3 separate regions of the Anser cygnoides genome follow, and all the other regions are linked to region 2. A link is a contact called in public Hi-C data. All regions are on one chromosome and are shown on one strand. The core of a region is the stretch at or near the end of the contact, and the rest is flanking DNA. Distances in the headings are between cores, read along the strand shown. Region 1 holds the start of ATP1A1 (ATPase Na+/K+ transporting subunit alpha 1). Region 2 overlaps LOC125179971 (a long non-coding RNA gene). Region 3 holds the start of PLA1A (phospholipase A1 member A).

The links. Hi-C and Micro-C count contacts between places; a contact is called where the count stands out from the background.
Region 1: a contact with region 2 is called in a Hi-C map of liver, with 2.4 times the contacts expected there. The contact joins the promoter of ATP1A1 here to the enhancer-like site in region 2. A contact is called at or near these places in 4 of 7 Hi-C or Micro-C datasets (granulosa cells and liver).
Region 3: a Hi-C map of liver shows a contact between it and region 2, with 15 times the contacts expected there. The contact joins the promoter of PLA1A here to the enhancer-like site in region 2. A contact is called at or near these places in 2 of 7 Hi-C or Micro-C datasets (both in liver).

What each region holds. Positions count from the first base shown.
Region 1 is chr1:99,525,136-99,527,835 of Taihu_goose_T2T_genome, forward strand. It overlaps ATP1A1 (ATPase Na+/K+ transporting subunit alpha 1), which reads left to right and starts at 1,264. Exons shown (of 23, transcript XM_048047673.2): 1 at 1,264-1,498. The coding sequence starts at 1,487.
Region 2 is chr1:99,575,081-99,577,780 of Taihu_goose_T2T_genome, forward strand. LOC125179971 (a long non-coding RNA gene) reads right to left here. Exons shown (of 3, transcript XR_007158121.2): 3 at 1,219-2,700. Among named protein-coding and RNA genes, the nearest start is that of CD58, 42 kb to the right of the region's middle. Within about 2 kb of position 1,386, at least 2 of the 3 cell types and tissues checked have open chromatin away from gene starts, as enhancers often do. A contact at or near this core is called in liver, where this site is marked.
Region 3 is chr1:99,623,149-99,625,848 of Taihu_goose_T2T_genome, forward strand. PLA1A (phospholipase A1 member A) reads left to right here and starts at 1,261. Exons shown (of 11, transcript XM_013183357.3): 1 at 1,261-1,560. The coding sequence starts at 1,482.

The sequences.
Region 1 (2,700 bases), core at 14-2,513, 50 kb before region 2:
AATGTTCATTTGTCTGCACATACACCGCATCCATCAGAAGCTCCAAAAGCAAGTCCAGGACACAGCGACAGCATCAAGCTCCACCAGTGGTGCGGTGCCTCACACCAGCCTTTAGATCAGTCATCTGCCATGGTTGTGGTGGCATCCCTTCCTGTTACATACACGGGCCTGTGGGCAAACAGTTTGATCAGAAAGCTCTTGTCCAGGACTTTTACAGACTGAGTTCAGTTCTCTTCTCCTGCTGAGGGGAGCTTCAACCCTCCACTTATCCAAAAAGAACTGTACTTACCTAAATGTAAGTTTCCATACTTACCTACTTCCATACTTATCTAAATGTAAGTTTTTCTCTTCCACAACAGTGATCCCAATGCCCTCACAGATATAATCCAATGTGTTTGGGGCCCTCAGCAAGGTAGCAAGTTCTCCTGCAGGGAACTGGCTACCAAAACACTTCCTTGGTGGCTGTCCCTGGGCACTTCCAGGTATATAGAGGGTCCTGATGGCTCTTCTAAGCTGTCAAGAATGTGAAAGAGCACAAACTGATTATCTTTGCTAGAGTGTAAAGAGAGAAGTAAAGAGCAAATGCGCAGAGCTATGGCTTCTGAATCTGTCTTTGCCACATTTTCAAGTGTAAAGGAACTATAGGTATCATCACCTTGTTAGGTGCTCTGCGCAGCAGAGGGCATGGAAATACACTCTATAAATCTTCACTGTGGTCCCGGCCCCCGTTTGCAGTAATCACAAAGCTTTAAAGATGCGGTTTTTACCAGTATTTACGCATCTCCTAGCACAGACAATGAGCTTTAACCTCGGGAGGTATGAAACACTTTGGGCACCACGTCTACCCAGCGCAGCCCGCCGTCACCGAGGGCAGCAGCAGGGTCAGGCGAGGACCTGGGGAGGCATCCAGCCCCTCACGGCAGGGTCCCTCGGGGCTCCACACGGCCGCCTTTGAGGGGACACGGCCCTGCAGGCGGCCCCTCACGGGGCAGCGGCGCCGACCCGACATGGCGGCGGCAGCGGGGGCCGGCGCAGCGCCCTCCGGCGGCCTCGCCCCGGGCCAGCAGGGCCAAGCAGGAGCCCCCGGCCCTCCCCGGGGCTCCGCTCCCCTCGGCGAGGCGCAGCCGAGACAAGCCCGGAGGCACCCTAAGGTCTGGTCTGCGGGCATGGCTCCCACCCAAAGCCTGCCCCCGTCCCCGGCGGCTCCCCGCCCGCAAGGGGCGGTGCGGCGAGCGGGGCGGGGCGGTGCAGCCGGGGCTCTTTATCCGGCGGGAAGCCGGCGGAATTTTGGAGTTGCGGCTGGAGCAGCGGTGCCGGAGGTAGACGAACGACGACGACGAGGGGACAGCGGGGGGAGAGAGCGAGCAGCCGCTGAAGGAGCACGGTGGTGGCGGCCGGGCGCTGCCGTCGCTCCGCACCTGCCGGGCCGCGCTGAGCCCCGCTCCTCGTCGCCTGCCGCGTGGTCTGCACGCCGCCGCCCCGCACCATGGGCAAGGGGGTGAGCGGCGGGGCCGGGGGGCGCCGCTGCTGCTCCGGGGAGGGGGCTTCGGGGGCGGGGGGGGGTCTGCCGGCCGGGGGTGAGGGCTGCCCGGCAGCCGCTCGCCCCCCGCTTTGTCCGCTCCGCGCCGGGAGGCGGGGGGGCGGCCATGTCGTGTGCGGTGGGGTTGCCGCCGGAGGGCGGCGCCGGGGCCGCCCCGACACATCTCGGTGCTGGGCTGCCGCCCGCTCCGGGGAGGGAGGGAGGGAGGGAGAAAGGATCGGGGAACCAGGGAGGGACGGCTGGAGGCGGCTCCCCAGCGGCGCCGCCGCCCCCGGAGGGCTGTGCGGAGCCTGGGCGGCGCTGGAAATGGCCGCGGAGGGAGCGCCTGGCGCCCCTGCGAGGCGCGGAGCCCGGCCTGGTGCGCGGCCCCCCGGGGCCCCGGGGGGGGTCCTCGGACCGGTGCTGGAGGAGGCTGCGGTTATCTCCTGCCCTTCTGGAGCCGAGCCGGGCAGCGCGGCCGCTCTCGTGGCTCCTGGCCTCTGCAGGAGTACTTTAGACTTGTTGAGACAGCAGGCCCCCGCGGGGGTGTGTGGCCGGGGGGTGTGACAGGATAAAGGGCTGCTTATTAGCGCCAATTTGCTTATTAGTAGCCGCGAGGGCAGATAAGGCTTGATAGCATAAGGAAGGTGATCATTCATGACTTTATCATGTCTATCCTGCTAATTGGGCTGATAAAAGCCTCCCAGCATGCTGTGCAGCAGTTTCTATGCGCTCACAAGGCGCTGTGTCAGCCCGGCTTCCTTCCAGCCTTCAGCCCGCAGCAAGAAGTCCTTAATCCAGATTATATCTCTTAACTATAAACGCATTTGAAGGCTCTTGAAAACAGAAGTGGGAACTTGAAGTTGGATGTTACGGTCAGATGCCCGGCTGGGGAGCAGAAACAAAATGTTCCCGGCCGGCTCTGCTTCCACGTGGAAGGCAGAGCTGTGAGGTGCCCGGAGGCGCAGAGGTGGCGGCCCTGTCCCCGCCTGCTGCCTACAGGTGGTGTGTGCTTCCACAGTGCTGCTCAGACACTACCCGACTCCGCATTGTCCTCATCCATGTGGTACAACCAGCGGTGTTGACACAACAGCATGAATAGGAGACATGGAGGAACACGGGTGAAAGGATGGTTGTTTGGAAAAGGGTTTGAGGAGCACACGGGGAGTTTGGGAGGGTTG
Region 2 (2,700 bases), core at 136-2,635:
CGGGAATTAAATCCCTGGGGAAATACCTGTTTCTGCCCATCTGTTTCTTCCCAGCCACCCCACAGTGCTCTGCCACCACGAGGCCACTCTGCAGAGCAGAGAAAGGCAGAGGCTCAGTTATCTGTCTCCATGCAGGAGTTTAAGCACCTGAACTCCACATTATGGATGTGGGCCAAACACCTATGCACCTGGCAGGACAGAGGCTGGGCAGGAGCTCAGAGGCACTGATAATGCCCCAGTGCAAATGCCGGAGGCCAGCAGGTGCCACTCAGCATCACTGGGAGCTGCTGGAGCTGGACTGGTGTGAGAGAAGGGGCTTCAGAGAGGCTTCACAGCAGAGAAATTACGGTGGCTCTCCACTTTTCCCTTCCAGAGTTAGGGTGACCAGCTTTTTCAGCAAAGGGGACCCCTTCCTGGGCCTGGCATCTGTGGAGCTTGCCTGCAAGCCTTTTTTTTTTTTTTTGTGATGTGCAGCCAAAGGTTTTGGGGAGTCAGCAGGTGTGTCAGTCAGGTGAATCTAGACACAGATTGGTTTTAAAGACATGGATGCTATCTCACCATCTCTGTCCCAGAGCCTGTCTCCTCATCTGTGCTGCTGCTTTACAGCCTGCTGGGGCCTCTGCACCCAGTTCAGAGTTAATATTTTATCTAGAGGTCCAGAGAAGCTCGGTGAAAATTGTTCTAGCCTTGAAATGCCAAAGGTAACTTTAAGATGTTTCCTTCCAGACTCTGAAGCATTGCTATTAGAAATGTATTCTCTGATAAGGAAATGGCTCTGGCTAACATCTGCGGAGATTATTCATGGAAATCAGTGCTATGATTGTCCCTGTGTCCTTTTCATCCGTCTTTTCTGAACTCCACCTTTATGGAGACCAAGTGCATTAACCTTCCAACACCGGTGAGAGCAGTGAGAAAAGTGAGAGCAGGTCTCCAGCAGAGGAAAATCTGCTCATCCTGAAAAGTCTTCTTTGTTCTCATTGCACAGGATCATTTCTCTACCACGCAGGATATTTATGGGAGGGACAGCAGTGGCAAGGGGAGTAATGACGCTTTTTTGTTTAATTATTAACTCACGCCGTCGCCTGCTGCCACATACTCCAGTCAACACCACAAGGCAGTGGGGCTGTGCTGGCTGGAGAGCTCAGCAAGAGGCGGGCAGTAAAGAAAAAGATAATTTCTCATTCATCTGCTCATTTATGTTGTGCTCTGACCTGCCTTACTTTGCTGGTGCTTGGGTTTCTCCACCAGCAACGTCTGAATGGCTGTAGCATGTTTATTCCTACCTGCCAAGCACTGTCCCAACAGCACTTCGAGCCTCACACACACTACACACAGCGTTTTCCAGAAACAGCTGACACTCTGGTGTATTATTTCTGGGGGACCATGTAACAACTACTTCAAAGAGCAAATGTAGCTAGAATAAGAAAGGCAGCCAAGAGAAATTCATCTCACTGAGTTCTCTCACCGCCATCAAAAAGATCTGTCTTGCAACCCATCGCTGCATAGTTCGCAAACCATCAGGAAGAGTTTTACAGCTCAGAGATACAGGTTTCAGTAGAATTTGCTAGAAACCTTCTGCCAAACTGTTTTTCAAATTTTAATGGAAGTTAATCACATCCAAATCATTTCCAGGGGAAGCGCGGCTTTCAAAGAACATGTCAGCTTGAAATATTGCTCAGGGGATCACTTTTGTAAGTACCATAATATTTAGACATTTTTTAAAGTAAAAAAGATCTTCACCATAGATTTGCAATGCTTAGTCAATAAAAAGGAGAAGGCTAACTGTACATAAGTGGTTCTAAATAAAACATTTAGGTTGCTGAAAGAAAACATTTCAACTGAACAAAAAGAGATTTTTTTCTAGTAAAATATCAATTCTTTGAGAAGTTAGAGATTTTAACTTTTTATGCCAACTCAGGACACATACTTTTCCTTAATATCTAGATTATTTGGTAGAGGGGGAATCTATTTCCCATTCAACTTGCCTTTTACAGAGGCAGAATACAATAAAGCTGAGGCAAATTTTGCTGGAAAAAAAAATCTCCACCAGAATCCTTTACATTATTGAAAATGACCCCAAGGCAACCAGTGACATTTGTCACCAAGGTTGTCAGCTGTAGTTTTAGCAGCACTTCCCCCTGTGAGCAAACGCCTGAGATGTCAGCACGTGTCCATGCTGCCTGGGAAATGAGCTGTGTTCCTATATCTCTGTCTATTTTAAGGCATAGCCCATATGCAGTCCTTTCAGCTCCTCACAGTCAGGAATGTGGCTCCTTCTGGAAACCATCCCCTCGGTGAGACAGCTGGGCTTTGACCGAGGGCTGAATATTCACTGCACAACACAGCCTGCGTGGCGTGGGTTAGGATACCCCGAGCTGTGCCGTCAGCAGCAGTGTGTGTCCAAGTGAGCACCTCCGTGCTGCAGGTTTCCAAGGTTTCACAACCTCAGCTCTCAGGGCAGATCAGTGAATGTGGGAGGGACTTTGGCTTATGCAATTCACACAGCTCCCACTTATTTCCAGTCCTCATGCACCAAGAAACTTTTAGGCTGGACCCTCACACCCACTTCTTCCCAACCTGACCCCCCATCAGTTTCCTTCTGAGGCCTCCTCCACTCTCTGCGCTCTTCAGGCCATGAGTGCTCCTGATGGCTTGTGCCAGGTGACTGCTTCTCCACGTCTCGTGAAGGCTGCCAGCCAA
Region 3 (2,700 bases), core at 11-2,510, 48 kb after region 2:
TGCCACTAGATCATAGTCTCCTGACTGAACACGAATTTCTAACTCCTCCTGCTTATTCCCCATGCTACGTGCATTGGTGTACAGGCACTTCATTGGTTTGTTATCGCAAAGTTTTTAGTTTTTGCAGAGCAGTGCTTACACAGAGCAAAGGACTTTTCTACTTCTCATGCTGCCTTGCCAGCGAGGAGGCTGGGGTGCCTAAGAAGCTGGGAGGGGACGCAGCCAGGACAGCCAACCCAGACTGACCAAAGAGATATTCCATACCATACGTCATCATGCTCAACAATAAAAGCTGGGGTAAAGAAGGAGGAACTGGGGGGGGGGGAAGCACTGAGTGTTGATGTTTGTCTTCCCAAGAAACCATTACACATGATGAGCCCTGCTTTCCTGGAAGTGGCTGACCACCTGCCTGCCCATGGGAAGCACTGAATGAATTCCTTGTTTTACTTTGCTTCCATGAATGGCTTTTCCTTTACCTAATAAAATGTCTTTATCTTAGTCCATAAATTCTTACGTTTTTACCTCTCTGATTCTGTCCCCCATCCCACCTGGGGTGAGTGAGTGAGCAGCTGTGTAGTGCTCAGCTGCCTGCTGGGGTTTAACTTCAACATCCAGGAGCTTTAGGCCCTTCTGTCCGCTGTCCCCATGCAGGGCTGCACCAGCTCTGATGCCTGTTCCCTCTGTTGCTTCCTCTGTGCTGGAGGAGAGGCTGGGGCAGCCGCCAGGCCCGCCCCAAGGCCAGCCACCCCGTATTAATTGCTCACCATGGCATAATACATTATGGAATATCTCTTTGGCCAGCTGGGGTCAGCTGTCCTGGTTCCGTCCCCTCCCGGCTCCTGCTGCACCCCCAGCCTTCTCACTAGCAGGGTGGTGTGAGAAGCTGAAAAGTCTGTGGCTTAGTGTAAGCACTGCTCTGCAGCAATTAAACCATCAGTGTGTTATCAACATTATTCTCATCCTCAATCCAAAACACAGCACCAGACCAGCTCCTAGGAGGAAAATCAACTCTATCCTACCCAAAACCAGGACAACTGGAAAGAGACATCAATGCAATAGGAAAATATTCAGATGCAAGGCTCTGCTACAAGCCTTCCTGGCACTGGCATATTCTGAAGCCTTGTGACTAATCGGTGTCCCCACTGAGAGCCTAGGAGACAGGGCTAGGTGACAAGCATAAAGCTCTGTCTGTCGGTTGCTGCAACTAGTTTCACTAGCCGATTTCTGAGGCAATAATTTTGCCTTCAGGAAAGGGAAGTAGGAAGGAAAGGGGTGTCAGCGTCTTTTTAAACCAAAATATCAGTGAAGCCCTCTGCTGACACAGACTTTGTCTAATGGTCAAACAAGAGCAGAGGTGATTGCACCTACCCCTTTTTTCCCAAAAGAAACAGCCTAGTTGATCATTGACAGACGCAAGCTGATTGACCAGCCCACCACGTCTCTTTTTCTGTGTACAACCCTTGTACCTGTAGTGGACTAACATGAAGATGGTTGAGGATCTGAAGAGAAAACCCCTCTTCGTTCTTGCTGTCATCTTGCTGCTTAGTTCAGCACAAGCAGGTAAGAAAGACATGAGTGCTTAGCAAGGGATTTAAGGCTTTACATAGAAGGGCCTGATTTCAATTCTACCTAAAAAAAACAGTGTTTCAAGAGGTCCTTCCTATAATCTAGTTAGATACCACAAGAATGGGTCCTTTCTTTTCCCATGCTTTGATTGAAGCTATCTCACTGATTTCACTCCACTAACTTAATTTAAAAGAATGATCCACAATTACTCTGAAACGTAAGGAGGTGCAAAACAGACCACTTGACCTCTGGACATGGCACCTCCTTCTTTGCAAGCTGAGCAAGCGGAATATGCAGTAGCTGAAACAAAATAAACAGACGCCGCATGTCCATTTCTCTGTTTAGTTGTGATTCTCTTTACTCACAATTCCCCCTCGTCTGACGCCATTCTGGACACGCACCACACTTTCACTGAGTGCACCCTTTCTAGAGAAGCTGGCTCATGAGCAGCAGTATTTCTAAACTGATTTCAGAGAACAACTCTTTCTCTTTTCCCTTCAGTCCCCAGGAACACCGAAACAGACAGCAGTAGGGGACAGACACATCCCACAGGGGGGAATTTTGAGTGTTGAATTTCGTTTCTTTGCACTGAGCCTTAGGCCATGTTCCACCTAGCTGCTGTAGAATATCTTCTGTGGGAACAGGCAGTGGTTAGGAAGCTGATTGTTTGGGTTTTTATTTATTTATTTATTTATTTATTTATTACGTACAAATTCAAGGCTGTTCCACTTCCTCCAGTCCAGAAAAGGGAAGGGGCATGCGTTGTCATTTCAGCACAAAGCAACTATGCCAGTTCATAGAGTAAACATTTTTAGATCAGAAGAGATCATTTAATCAATTGTTTGCCTTCCTGCTCATCATGGTTTAATAAGTTTCATCCCGTTAGCCCTTCAGTCATTCCAATATCTTGCATTCTACAACCTCTACAGAATAGCAGCCGGTCCTCTGAAATGCCAAATGATAGGCAGTCCAGCTCTTCTGTGGGTAACTTGTGCTGCTGCCTAGCCATACATACTGCTCTGCATCTCCTTGCTTCATTTATAGTCAAAATTTGCCCAATTTTGTACTATCTACTGGTTTGAGGTGTTGTTATTTTGTCTTGTGGTTTTTTTTTTTTCTGTCCAGATGAAAGTG